Linked DNA regions of Mus musculus: regions 1 and 3 are each linked to region 2. The links are chromatin contacts, called in public Hi-C and HiChIP or PLAC-seq maps. All regions are on one chromosome and are shown on one strand. Each heading gives the region's core, a stretch centred on a gene start, on an enhancer-like site or on the middle of the called end of the contact. The rest is flanking DNA. Distances are from core to core; before and after follow the strand shown.

The links. Hi-C and Micro-C count contacts between places; a contact is called where the count stands out from the background. HiChIP or PLAC-seq counts read pairs in DNA pulled down with a chosen protein or histone mark.
Region 1: a contact with region 2 is called in a Hi-C map of bone marrow-derived macrophages, with 11 read pairs. The contact joins two enhancer-like sites. A contact is called at or near these places in 2 of 484 Hi-C or Micro-C datasets (bone marrow-derived macrophages and cortical neurons), 1 of 115 datasets of contacts at active chromatin or transcription factors (bone marrow-derived macrophages) and 1 of 9 other capture datasets (liver).
Region 3: an H3K4me3 HiChIP or PLAC-seq map of bone marrow-derived macrophages shows a contact between it and region 2, with 9 times the contacts expected there. The contact joins two enhancer-like sites. A contact is called at or near these places in 2 of 39 promoter capture datasets (both in embryonic stem cells), 5 of 15 datasets of contacts at CTCF or cohesin (embryonic stem cells, large pre-B cells, pro-B cells and 1 more), 41 of 484 Hi-C or Micro-C datasets (B cells, CD8 T cells, the CH12 cell line and 24 more), 21 of 115 datasets of contacts at active chromatin or transcription factors (the 230-238 cell line, the HPC-7 cell line, Th17 cells and 13 more) and 3 of 9 other capture datasets (adipose tissue, liver and pancreatic islet).

What each region holds. Positions count from the first base shown.
Region 1 is chr2:71,335,578-71,340,190 of GRCm38.p6, forward strand. The region is part of intron 3 of Slc25a12 (solute carrier family 25 (mitochondrial carrier, Aralar), member 12); the gene reads right to left. Among named protein-coding and RNA genes, the nearest start is that of Slc25a12, 30 kb to the right of the region's middle. Within about 2 kb of position 2,709, at least 87 of the 459 cell types and tissues checked have an H3K27ac peak or open chromatin away from gene starts, as enhancers often do. A contact at or near this core is called in bone marrow-derived macrophages, where this site is marked.
Region 2 is chr2:71,834,591-71,839,368 of GRCm38.p6, forward strand. Itga6 (integrin alpha 6) reads left to right here. Exons shown (of 26, transcript NM_008397.4): 12 at 3,678-3,838; 13 at 3,988-4,131. Among named protein-coding and RNA genes, the nearest start is that of Pdk1, 36 kb to the right of the region's middle. Within about 2 kb of position 3,466, at least 20 of the 459 cell types and tissues checked have an H3K27ac peak or open chromatin away from gene starts, as enhancers often do. A contact at or near this core is called in the CH12 cell line, bone marrow-derived macrophages and neural stem cells, where this site is marked.
Region 3 is chr2:71,578,275-71,582,636 of GRCm38.p6, forward strand. No RefSeq gene overlaps it. Among named protein-coding and RNA genes, the nearest start is that of Gm36857, 11 kb to the right of the region's middle. Within about 2 kb of position 2,912, at least 176 of the 459 cell types and tissues checked have an H3K27ac peak or open chromatin away from gene starts, as enhancers often do. A contact at or near this core is called in the CH12 cell line, bone marrow-derived macrophages and neural stem cells, where this site is marked.

The DNA of each region.
Region 1 (4,613 bases), core at 1,459-3,958, 500 kb before region 2:
TGTGTGTGTGTAGTATGTATATATTTTTCATATATATATATATATATATATATATATACACATATACATATATATAGTGATTTCAAAATGTAGGTGGTGTCACATACTTGTAAATTCAACACTGGGGAGATGATGAGGTAAATTAGGAGTTCAAGACCAGTTTCTTCTATATAGCAAGTTCAAGGTTAACCTAGGCTACATGAGATGACGGGCTGAGAATCTTTTAGAAATAAAAAATAGTATTTGTACATAAACTATGCCATCTGGATATTTTGGCAAAATAAGCAAAAGGAGAGAAATGTAAATGAAATAAACTCAATAACTACCTTGATAATTACCAAAAGGATTGAGAACAAAAAAAATTACTATATTATTCTATTATGTTTGAAAAGACAATATGTTTTTTAAGAAACCCTCAAAAGGGTTTTTAGAACTTACTGAACCCTAAGATACATATTTAGTGAGTTCTGAAATTAACCAGTAGTCAAAATAATAGCAGGTTAATGACCTCATGGAGAACACATATGTCACTGAGTCAGAAATCACAGTGATCTTGCCAAAGAGATTCCATGTTTCTGGTGTTTGGGAATTTGGTTGGTTGGTTTTGGTTTTTCCTGCCTTTTCTCTTCTCTCCCCTCCCCTCCCCTCCCCTCCTCTCCTCGCCTCTCCTTTTCTTTTCTTTTCTTACCACCTGCCTCTGCCTCCCAAGTGCAGGGATTAAAGGCATGTGCCACCACGCCCAGCTCCTGCCTTTTCTTTCTGAGAATCTCTTGTAGCCCAGGCTGGCCTCAAGGATAATGCGAAACTCCTGACCTTCCTGCTTCCACCTCCTGAGAGCTGGAATGACCGGTTTGTGCACCTATAAAGCCTACAGATTACAAAACCACTACCCTAGGTCTTGCAAAAGCTTGTCAACGATGGTGTGGCTTTAAAGGAAGTAGGGTATCGTATCAAGGACTGATGGCCCTGGACAAGTGTCTTAGCCTCTGAGCTTCCTTATATGTAAAACATTTAACATTTTAAGTCTCAAGCTTGTTTTGAGAAATCTGTGATAAAAAAAATATACAGAAAAGCAACCAGCACAATGCACGGCACAAACAGACACTATTTGTGGTTTAGCTGTGACTGTCACCACTGATATAAACCTTTTAAGGCACCATCAGATACAGGTCTACAGAGAGGGATAGCACCCAGGGCTCGGGGGTGGACCGTTAAGTTAGATACCTGGGATTTGGGACCCATACACCTCACATTGCTGCCAATCTTCTTGTGTCCTTCCCCGAAAACCATGGTGTCATTACCACAGATCTCACTGACAGACCTAGGAGCTTGGAGTCAACAGAACACACTAGCCTTCAATGTACCACGGCTTTTGTGGCCGATAACATTCCTAGATTTCCATCAGCAGGAGAAAGTCAGGCTTGGGACAGCTCACCAGGTCCCTGAACTTTGCTGGATATGACCCCCATTCCTGGCTAAGGTCCATCTGACTCGCCTATTATTTCTTGTTTGTTTTCTTTTAAATTATTTTTTACTTGGCTCTTTCTGCTATTCTCAATGTTTTGATTGTGAGCCTCGCCTTTAATCCCTGAACCGTCTCCCTAGCTCTCTCTGCTGCTCTTAATGGATGATCATCCAAGTGAAAGCATGACAAACTATCCCTTAAAGGAACACTGTTATGAATATTGACAAATCCATCTTTCCCCTCAAACTGAAAATACAGAAAGATATTAGTCGAAAAAGTTCCTGCTGGTAGTAGTGGCACATGTCAGTAGGATTTGCTGAAGGAGGCAGAGGCAGGAGGATCACAAGTTCGAGGCCAGCCTGGGCTACACATTTTTTGCTGGACGATGGTGGCGCACGCCTTTAAGCCCAGAGCTTGGGAGGCAGAGGCAGGTGGATATCTGAGTTTGAGACCAGCCTGGTCTACAGAGTGAGTTCCAGGACAGAAAAAAAAAAGAAAAAGAAAAAGTCCCACAGTAGTTAACATTTATACTGGATAATACATATCAGACGATTAAGGAAAGATTACTTTCTTAGAAAAAAATACCATATTAAAAATTTAAAATAAGGCCAGGTGTGCTGGTGCACACACATTTAATCCAAGCCCGCGGGAGACAGAAGCCGGTGGACCTCTGAGAGGTTGAGGCCTGTACCACATAGTGACTTCCAGGACAGCCAGGGCCATAGCGATGATCCCTGTTCCCAAAAGAAAAGATGAAACTTAAAGAGCTATCTGGGCGTGGGGGAGCACTTCTGTAACCTCAAAACTAGGGAGAGAGAAGCAGAGGGGTTGGAGTTCAAAGTTATAAAGGAGCTCAAGGCCACCCTGGACTGCAGTTTCAAAAAGCCAAACAAAGCCAATTTAAAGTCATATATTTACGTTCACCAGCATAAATGACCTTCAAAGATATATCTCCTAGCATGTTCCCACCCGTTCTTAACAGCTATGACTGGCAACAGCCTCCTGACCAATGTTCTGGATCCTTCCCGCCTTCCTCCATCATTCTTTAAACTGTAGCCAGGGGGCTTCTTAAAACTCTCCCCAAAACAAAAGCCTTTGCAATTTGATTCACTTACCAGATAACTCATGCTTAAGGTGCACAATCCAATGGCAGTTTTGGCACATGGGTGTCTCACCATGCTCTCTGACAGAACACTCTCTTCGCCTAAAAGAGGAACTCTAAAACCTGCACAGTCATCCCGTTTTCTCCGTTCCCTGACTTTCTGTTCCCCTTCTACTCTCCAGTCGGTGAAGGCCACTTCCCTTTAAGTCTCTAAACAGTTACCTGCCATGGACGAAACTTTCTGTATTCTCCTATCTGGCTGCAATCACACACACGCCTCCCCTACCATCTCCATGCCCATCCACACGCAGGTACCAACCGACACCCACTTCCTACTTCCTCAGTGCTCTGCTGAATGGCTGAACTGAACGGTCTCTCCAGCCCCAGAAAATGTAGTCACCATTAAACAAATGTTAGGAGCATAACAACAGATGGAGTTGCAAGATACCAGGACCAACCACTCATTCCTCAAAAGCAAGCAGCTGGGTGAGGTGTAGCTAAGCACATGGGAGACCGTGAACTCCATATCCAGCTCCAAGGAGAGAGAGATGAAGAGGGGGAGAGAGAGAGAATCAGTATGTGGGGTGAACCGAATGAAACAAAGGCTGGCCACGAATGGTGTTGTTTGGACTGACATGAAACCAAGGATGCAGAGGCAGAGGGTACCCGAAGCACCTGCTAGCTACATATTTTAAAAATGCCTAAAATTTATAATGAAGAGAGGCTAACATTATTTCTGCTGACTATAAAAATAACTCTAACCGTTAAAACCAATAGGTGAGCTGATTTTAATGACAAACTTGTAATAATTTCTTTTTTTTTAAGTCTCCAGAATTCAGCAGCAAAAACACAAGTAACCTTGAAATATAGAATAAGTCACTTTGAAACATATTTTATGCTCAGTAACAAAACTTTCTCTTTTTTATGAGAGATAATCAAAGATGAGCTTCCCTAGTTAGCAAAGCTGCTATCTAGGAATCTGACTATGGCCCACTGATATGTTTTCTGTGGCAAAGAATTAATTTCTAGGAATTCTGACTGCCTAATATACTTGGTGACAACATTATGAAATCCTAGGATTTCATAAAAATATTGGTTTTTTTTTTCCCTTGACAAATTGTGAGCTTGGGCAGCAGGCAGTTTCTGGTCCCAAGTGACACTTGGTAGCTCTTAGTTGCCAAGCAAAAACTGCCTCCAAAAAGACAGCTGTAGATCTTGTCTGTCTCCACCTCAGGACACTGGGGACTCACAGAGCTTTGCTTTATGCAGCGAGCAGCCCCTGTTAGAATGCAGACCCCATGGAACCCACTAAGTTGGTGCATTTTGCCAATCAGCATACCACCCACCACACTACTGCGTGGCTAGAGTATCAGAGCCAGTAGGGCAGAGCTACAGCCATCCCCTTTCCTATGAATCCATCAGCAGGAGAAGAGCTCGTGGGGTCCCCGAGCTTTGCCAGACATGCACCCATCCCTGGCCAAGGTCTACCTGACCAACCTATTTTTTTAAATTATTTTTATGGGGTGCAGGGGAGCACATCAAACTCCTGATCCTCCTGCTTCCACCTCTTAGGTGCTGGGAAATTTTATCTGAAACTTTGAAGTAACACATTTTGTAACTGTGTAGTAAATGTTTCCACTATGTCCTGTATCAGAATGGAAACTAACATAATGCCTAAATGTTTGTTACTTTAGTAATTTTCTACAAAATTTTGTAAAATAGCCAAATGTTCTACCAAAATGAATAGGTCTTTGACATCCACGGTACATAAGAAAGAAAGAAAGAAAGAAAGAAAGAAAGAAAGAAAGAAAGAAAGAAAGAAAGAAAGAAAGAAAGGACGGACTCATGAAGAGTCAGAGAATAAAGACCGGGTCTTCCCAGTATAGCAGATAGAACTTCCAGAGAACTCTGACTAAACTAAATATAGACACCACCATCCTGGAAGTTACAGTTTCAAAGAAGCAACTGTCTAAATATTTTAGATCAGATTGCATGATAATAGCCTCTGTGATCTGCATTTAATGCATAAAGTCATTTTGCTTTTCA
Region 2 (4,778 bases), core at 2,216-4,715:
CTGCTTGACTCACAGCAAAGGACAAGTCCTTGGCCCTTGGGTTTAATTTTCCTGTCAGTTAAAACAGTGCCCCTAAGTCACCATTGTCTAGGGTTATGAAGCTGATCAAGGAGACAACCAGATGGAAGGCACTTTGTCTTTTAATTTATTAAATTACTGTCTTTTTCTGGCGCTCAGTGTGGGATTGGCATTCGTGCGTGTGTGTGCGTGTGTGTACATACATGTACTTACATGGTAAACCGAGCATGTGCTTTTGTGTGTAAGTATGCATGCACATATGTGTAGAAGTCAGAAGACATCTGCAAGTGTTTTCCATAATTGCTGGCTCTCTACCTTTACTCTTTGAGATAGATCTCTTGTTGAAAACGAAGCTTATTGCTTTAGCAGAGCTGGCTGGCCAGTGAGCCCCAGGGCTGGGCTGATGAGCACAGGCTGCTGTCCTTTCTTGGCTTTTCATATGGGTTCTGGAGATCCTAACTTCTGTCCTCAGGATTATACAGGACAGAGCCATCTCCACCGCCCTGGTACTGAGATGACAGGAAGGTCACTATGCCTGGCTTTAAAAAAGTCAATAGTCTGGAGATTTAAATGGTGTTTCCTCATTTTCTTGGCACTTTACAACCTGAACCATTTACCAACCTCTTGTTGCATTAATTTTTTAAAGATTTATTTATTTTATGTATATGAGTACACTGTCACTGTCTTCAGACACACTAGAAGGTATCGGATCCCATTACAGATGGTTGTGAGCTACCATGTGGTTGCTGGGAATTGAACTCGAGACCTTTGGAAGAGCAGTCAGTGCTCTTAACCGCTGAGCCATCTCTCCAGCCCCCTTGTTACATGTTTTTTGATGATAAGCAAACACACACCTTCTTCACCTGGATGCTTTTTACCTGCATTTGTAATGAATTCAAGAAATAAGAGTAGACTGGATTCTTGTAAAGGGAGAAGAAATGAGAAAACATTTCCCCCCTCAAACCATTGTTTGACGATAAGTGTCAGATCTCACCGGTGTGCTCCATCCAACAACTGCCTTTATAGAGCGGGGTTATGAGCTTTCCTCTAGCCTTAATGCAACATCTGTTGCTATGTGCGTCTCCTTTATAGTATGTACCCATTCCATTACCTGCGTGTTTATTGCAGCCTGTGATAGGTGGGCCTCTTCACTTGGAAGAACTCTTTCATTATACTTCCACAGTAATAACTTTACAGTGAAATAAAACAGAATTTCCACAAAGCTGAAGAAGTATAATACATTCAGCATCATATCCCAGTATCCCAAGAGTGAGCTTATTGTGGGGCCACGATATTTTAGCTTGACAGCCCTCTTCGTGCGATGTTGCATGCACAGATATTTATAATTGAGCCTTAATGAGTTTTCTTGGCTTGTTCCTCAGGAGGTCAGCACAGGTGACCTACAAGGATTTTAAGATGATGTGAGTTGTCTGGAGGTTACAGAGGTCAGCGAGGGTTTGGTAGCTAAACGGTTTTAATGTACCCATGCCCTCCTCTACTTCTGCCCTGAGGGGCACTCAGCCTGGGAGCCTTCATTTGGTTCATCGGGAAGTTAGCAGGTCACTGATAAGTGGATGGTGTCAGGGCTGCAGAAGGCCAAAAATGAGGGGCATTCCATTTGGCAGTCGTGACATTTAAGAATATCTCAGATGGACAGAGAAATTGCTATTGAAACTGCCAGTGCTTCTAAATTTTGGTCTTACCTATGTGAATAGGATTTCAGTGCAGAGATTGCATCACACTGTGTGCACATGCATACGTGTCACGCCCTGCGTAGGGTGGCATGGGGCCAGGTACTCCATTCCACTCATCTGTCCTGTGGATGATATTTTTATCAAGTGTGGCAGTTGGTGAACAAGGGTGATGCAGTCTTTGTCCTTAGTTCCTCCACACTCTGCAGGACAGTAAGTCCCAGTGTATAGCCTCAGAGGTAGAATTTTCTCAGTGGCTCAGGAGGAGCCAGGACAGGCTTTTGGGTTAAAGTCTGGGTCAAGATCTGAAGAGTAATGGATTAGGGTTTAGTTTGGAGTTGGGGAGGATAGAGAGGAGGAGGAGGAGAGGGGCCAGTGCAGAAGGGGAAGGGCGGTGAGACCTGGCCTCTAAGCCTCTGTATAAAGCAGCCAGCTTTTGTGTGCCAGGTAGAGACTTGGAGCTGTTGATGATGCTGCCCTTTGCTGTAGGGTTCAGAATTTCCGTTCTTACTTTTTGGTTTTTCAAGACAGGGTTTCTCTGTGTTGTAGCCCTGGCTGTCCTGAAACTTACTTTGTAGACCAGGCTGGCCTGGAATTCAGAAATCCACCTGCCTCTGCCTCCCAAGTGCTGGGATTAAAGGCATGCACCACCATGCCCGGCTGCCCTTTCTTAATTTATAAAGAGGACATTAAAACGCACAGTCTCATGGCCAGAAGTATAAATGGCTTGGTTAGTACAATGCTTGCCTAGTATGCACAAAGTCCTGGTCTAATCCCGGCGCTGTGTAAGTAAGTATAAAGCACTGGTTCCATTCTAGCACTGTATGAAGCAGGTGTGATGGTGCATGCTTGTAACTCCAGCACTCGGGACGTGCAGGAAGGAGGAGCAGTTCCAGGCAGCCAGGGCCACGTGAAATTTGTCTCAAACAAACAACAAACACTCAAAAGACATTTCCTTCCCCCTCGCATGAATGGTAGACTATAAGCTTTCTCCATTTTCTTGAGTTTTTCTTGGAGGCTGACTTCTCCTCCCTGTGTACACTCCTGTGCTTTCTTTCCTCTGATGGGTTTAGCAAGTGCTTAATGAATGCAAGTGATTGAAGTATTGGCCCATGAGAAGCATAGTTAGTAGCCCCATCCAGTGACCCAGTGAAGAATGCATTCCAGAGTCCAGAAGTGAGCTCCTGACAGTCCCGATCCTGGCCTGCCTCCACGGAGCAGCTGGCCACCTCTGCTGCAGGCTGGAGACTTGTGTATAAAAGCTGTGTGAGGCTAAACAACTGGCTTCCGGCTACTGAACACATGTCAGCCAGATCTGTCTGTCATCTACCATTCTATCTATTATCTATCTATCTTTTTAATCTGTTTTTTTCAGACAGACTCACACTGTAACTGAAGGTAGCTTTGAGTTCATGGCAGTCCTGTAAAAGAACGCACCCCTTGTTCCCAAGAACTGAGATTACAGGTGTCTCTTCCTGCTCTCAGTGACTTCTATCTTTAATATATGTGTCTCCTTTGATTACCAGTGCTATAATGCAAATACCAGTTCTGCTGTAGGAGCCTGCTTTCTCAGACAACTTTTCAAATAGCAAGGACTCTCCCCCGCCAAGGTCATGACGCATAGGCTGAAAGAGTCCCGGGGCAGGAACATTGGGGATTTCCAGTTATCTTTAGTATTCTTTGAGTTTCAGATATTCAGCCAGAAACTGATGGGTTCCTAGCTGCTGCAGAAGGTTCTAGCTTGTTCTCGAGCGCCCCCAGGTGGTCCAGTGAGAATTTAAAACACTAACAGCACTGGGAAGAACAATTGGATTAAAAACCCCTCTGGTCACCAGAAGGCCCCCTTCCAGGAGATTCTGAGAGGCGAAGGTTCTGGGGCAAGTGCTGTAAAAGAACTCATCTTCTTTGTAGTTCAGGGGGTGTGAAGATGCACTTTAAGTTAACGTGATTTTGTTCATTCCAACCTAGCAATTTTGGGTATTCTCGAAGCTGAAAAAGAAAGAAGAAAGTCAGGGTTGTCATCGAGAGTTCAGTTTCGAAACCAAGGTTCCGAGCCAAAGTATACTCAGGAGCTGACCCTGAATCGGCAGAAGCAGCGGGCGTGCATGGAGGAGACCCTCTGGCTGCAGGTGAGTGTGTGCCAGGGTCGTCTCCACAGGACTCCGGTGTTCTGTGAGACGCTTAGTTTCTGAACAGCACCGTTCATCTCTGCTCTGCCATCGTTTCGGAGGTCCGTTGGCATTTGGGCACACTGACTGTGTCCCTGCCCCCTTTGCAGGAGAACATCAGAGACAAGCTGCGTCCCATCCCCATCACGGCTTCTGTGGAGATCCAGGAGCCCAGCTCTCGCCGGCGGGTGAACTCACTCCCCGAAGTTCTTCCCATCCTGAATTCAAATGAAGCCAAAACGGTCCAGACAGATGTAAGCTGCTTGGCTTCTCTTTTGCCAGTGTTGGATTTTTTTTTTTACAGGCCACTTCCTGTGGCCACATATGGTGACCTTGTGTATGCTTTTAATCCCAGCACTCGGAGGCAGGGGCAGGAGATCTCTGAGTTCACGGTCAGTGTGATTTCCACAGCAAATTCCAGCTCAATCAGGGTTCCAGATCCTGTCTAAGAAAAAAATAATCAACAGAAATACCACTTATTTCTATATTCATAATTGGCCTCTGAGAAGGTGTTTCTCAAGGTAGCAGTGAAGATAACAACCTAAGATGAAATTTAGGGACCAGAGTTTTATTTTCTTCCTTGTTTTCTTCATTGTTTTTAGCCCCTGGTCCTTACTGAGATTATAGCTAGCCAAACCTTCATTCTCCTGTAGTTGACATACTTTATTTTACCACCGAGAACAACACAGTATGATAAATATATATTATTAAAACCAAAGAATAGCAAAACTTAGCAAAGCAAGGAAAAATTCACAATGAAATACTAAAGTGTCTAATGCAGCTCGGGTCATTGTGGGAAGCAAATGTGCATTCTGTGGCCTGCTGGGCATGGCGTAGGATATGGGATCTGTGTGTTAGGACAGAGCGGAAATGAGCCTAGGAAAGTATGACATCTTGATCT
Region 3 (4,362 bases), core at 1,662-4,161, 260 kb before region 2:
CTCAGAAGACAGACGGATAACAGAAGGGTGAGGTGGAGGTTACAGTGATTGGCTCCAGGCCAAGGAAGCCAAGGAATATCTGGGCTTCCGGGAGGGCTCTCTCCAGAGCATCCTCCTGGCTGCCGCAGAGGTGGTCCCTGTTTTACATGGGCACATGTGGTGGAAACAGATTTGGCTTGGAGCCTCTTGTTCTCGAGCCAGTCTTCTGCTCGGGCCTTGGGAATTCTCCCTGAAAGCTAAGCCTAGAGTATCTCAACAATCACTGCCCAGGTCAGAGACTTGGAAGTTCTAGAAGCATCCGTCATAAGTTTCTCACTGAAGCTAGTCAGAGGCTAGACAGGTGCCCTCAGCAGCCAGGTCTTTACTGGTTGAAGCAGGATGTGGCTTTCCATAGCAGGAAATGTAGGTTGCTGTAAATTAATTTAGTAATTGATCAACACAGCTGTAACTGATCAATATAGCTAGTGACTATGTCAGAGGTCAAGATCTGAACTATGGGACAATTAAACAATTAAATTCTTTAAACTTTAAATTTATGTAATTATGGTTAGGATTAAATTACAGCCTTATACACAAATTAGAAAAAACTATGTAAATAAAACTGGTAAACCTTAGGAAATACTTCTTAGGGGGCAAGAGAGCTGGTTCAGCGGTTCAGAGCATGTAATCAGATGCCTTTAGGCCTCCAAGGGTACCTACACTCATACACCCCCCCACACACACACATAGTTAAAAAAATAATAAGGGGATGGAGAGATGACTCAGTGGTTAAGAGCACTGGCTGCTCTTCCAGAAGCCCTGAGTTCAATTCCCAGCACAGGAAGCTCACTATCTGTAACTCCAGTTTCAGGGTATCCAATAACCTCTCATAGACATATACTGGGTCAAATCACCAATGTACATAAAGTAAAAAATGAATAAATTATTTTTAAAAGATCAAATAATGAGAGACCAGCGAGATTGCTCAGTGGTTAGAACACTTACTGCTCTTGCAGAACCTGGTTCAGTTCCCCCCCCCCCCACACACACACATGGGCTTACAACTAACTGTTTATAACCTCAGTTCCACAGGATCCAATGCTTTCTTCTGAACTCTGCAGGCTCCCGGATGCATATAGTACACACCAATTCACAAAGGATCATTCACATTAAACCAACCAACCAACCAACCAACCAAACAGGTGTCACACATCTGTAATTCTAGCACTCAGGAGGTGTGAGGCAGGAGGATTGCCTGGAGTTCCAGGCCAGCCTGGGTTATACAGTGAGTTCAAGGCCAACAACATGTGCTTAAACAAAAGGGAGGGAAAGAAAGCAGTATTTCAAATTGTTACCTTACTTCATGTTTCAAGTTTCCCTGTGACAAAATGCATCTGTCTGTATGCACAGGTATTTCCCCCTACTCATTTTGTTTAATTTCACACACACACACACACACACACACACACACACACACACACACACTTTTATTAGAGATTTTCTAGATATTTTCTTTATTTACATTTCAAATTTTATCCCCTTTCCTCATTTCCCCTCCACCCCCCCCATCCCATCCCCGTTCCCCCTCCCTCACTAACCCACCCACTCCTGCTTCCCTGTCCTGACATTCCCCTACACTGAGGCATCAAGCCTTCACAAGACCAAGGACCTCTCCTCTCATTGATGTCCCACAAGGCCATCCTCTGCTACATATGCAGCTGGAGCCATGGGTCCTTCCATGTGTTTTCTTTGGTTGCTGGTTTAGTCCCAGGGAGCCCTGGAGTTTCTGGTTAGTTCATATTGTTGTTCCTTCTATGGGGCTGCAAACCCCTTCAGCTCCTTGGGTCCTTTCTCTAGCTCCTCCATTAGGGACCCTGTGGTCAGTCCAATGGATGGCTGTGAGCCTCCACTTCTGTATTTGCCAGGTACTGGCAGAGCCTCTCAGGAGACAGCTATATCAGGCTCCTGTCAGCAAGCACTTGTTGGCATCCACAGTAATGTCTGGGTGTGTTGACTGTATATGGGATGAATCCCCATGTGGGACATTCTCTGGATGGCGTTTCTTTCAGTTTCTGCTCCACACTTTGTCTCTGTATCTCCTCCAATGGGTATTTTGAGTCCCACTTCTAAGAAGGAAGCTACTTATATTTTTAAGTTGGCCACCAACACCTCAAACTGAATCTTACATTCTGAGGGTATTTTCCCTTGTAAAATATGTTTTTACTCTATTATCTATTATATATATTTATCTAATATATTATAATATTACATCTATATTATATAAATATTTATATAATTACAGATATTATATGATGCATATTATACATTATATATAACATATCATTATATATAATAGGGACTGAACTAACCAATGGTGGGGCATCCATTGCGCATCACTGGTACGTTGGACAAGGGCGCAGCATTATATACACAGTATTAGCCATTTAATGTTCAATCAACAATAAATGTAAAATCTGAGTGTGAGTGCTGCGGTTGACCCATTACTTCTGTTTTCTGTTTCCTCAACTCAGGGTCGCTTCTGTCTGTACAAGAGGCTAAATGCAGAAGCAGGCAGCTTTAGGTTGAGTCGGCTTGCGCGATTATAAATAGATTTTGCATGATTGTCAGAATCACCCTTGAGAGGAAAGCCAGGGTTCCTTCTTTGGGCTCCCAAACTATCAAAAGTGTGAAAACTGTAAACCAGAACCTCCACCCCACCCCCCTCCCCAAGTCACCAGAACGTCCCAGAACTTTCGTTTTCAGCCACATCATCAGATGTGAGAAAGCAAGAAAGATAATCAGATCTGGCAACGTTGATTTGGCAAATACTCTCCGCCGGCGGCTCCCGGTGTCCCCGGCGGCGGGCGCAGTTTCCCCGCGGCCCGCTGGGTCGCACTGTGGCCTCGGGAAAGAGCCTGACCCGGGCCGGATGGGGAGGGCGGGGCAGCCACCGCAAAGCCTGCGGATGGGACCGCGGGTCCCAGCGGCTGCACCGCTCCAGCCCGCGGGACCCACTCGCGTCACCGTTAGGGACACCGTGGGGTCTCTCATGGATCGGAAGGAGAAATGGCTCCGAGGATCCTGCGTGCGCCCTGAAAGCGCGTGGTCTTGGGCGCGCTCCTTTCCAGAGTGGGCACAGGGCGGCTCTGCGCCATTGCTCTGTCTGCGGTTTATCATATGCTGACACTTGTATTTTGTTAGATACATTTCCCTAGCTTCGTTCCTCCATGGTGAGCCCCCATCATTTAATTTTCCATGCGTTGTCATTGCTTGAATGGGGCATAGAGTCTAAAATACCACAGACCTCTACAATCTTAACGTAATGTTTATTAAATATTTTTAATTAGCTATTTTTTCTTTTAGATTAATTTCTTTCAACTTATGTGTATGCATGTTTTGCCTGCATGCATGCCTGTGCACCATGTACACGCCTGGTGCTAGAAGAGGTGTTGGATCGCCTAGAACAGAACTTGAAGTTGGTTGTGAGCCACCATTTAGGTGCTGGGCTCTGAACCCAGGCCCTCTGCAAAAACAGCAAGTGCTCTTAATCACTGAGCCATCTCTCCAGTCCAATTAGCTTGTTATTAAAATGGGGATTCGAAGGCTGGAGGCTGGCTCTGTGGGTAAAGACACAGTGTAGTCAACCCTGACAACCTTAGCTAATTCCCCAAACCCACACAGTGGAAGTGCAGAACCATTCCAGGAAAGTTATCCTTTGACCTCTCTGTGGGAACACACACAAACACACACACACAGACACACACATACACACACAGAAACACACACACAGACAGACAGACACACACAGAGACACACGACACACAGACACACACACAGACACATACACACACACAGACACACATACACACACACACACACACACACACACACACACACACACACTGATGTTAAAATGGAAAATAGAATGCACGAGGCAGAGAAGTGAATAGCTTTCCTCTTTAGCCAGACCTCCACTGTGTCTGCACACTTCCTCTGGTTTTCTCCCAGATCAAGTTTGTAGCCTTAAAAACAAAACAAAAACAAAAAACAAAAAAACCCTCCTCACCATCAAATCTCGTCGTCATCCTTGACACGCTCCTACCCCATCAAGGATCTTGGAGATGGCTTCACAGGCACGTGTGTAGACACTGCATCCTTTAGGAGTGGCTGCCTGGTGTTCTTTTATACCAGGAACCTATAATTATTCAATCAATCCCTGATTGAAGGATATTGAGTTTGCCCCCAGCCTTTTGCTATTACGAACAATTCTGCTGTGAACATCTGTGCCTGTGACTTGAGTGTGCATCTGCCTCTATAGGAAACGTTTCTAAAAGTTTAATTGTCGCCTTAAAGAATACATGCATTTAAGCCTTTACAGGTCTT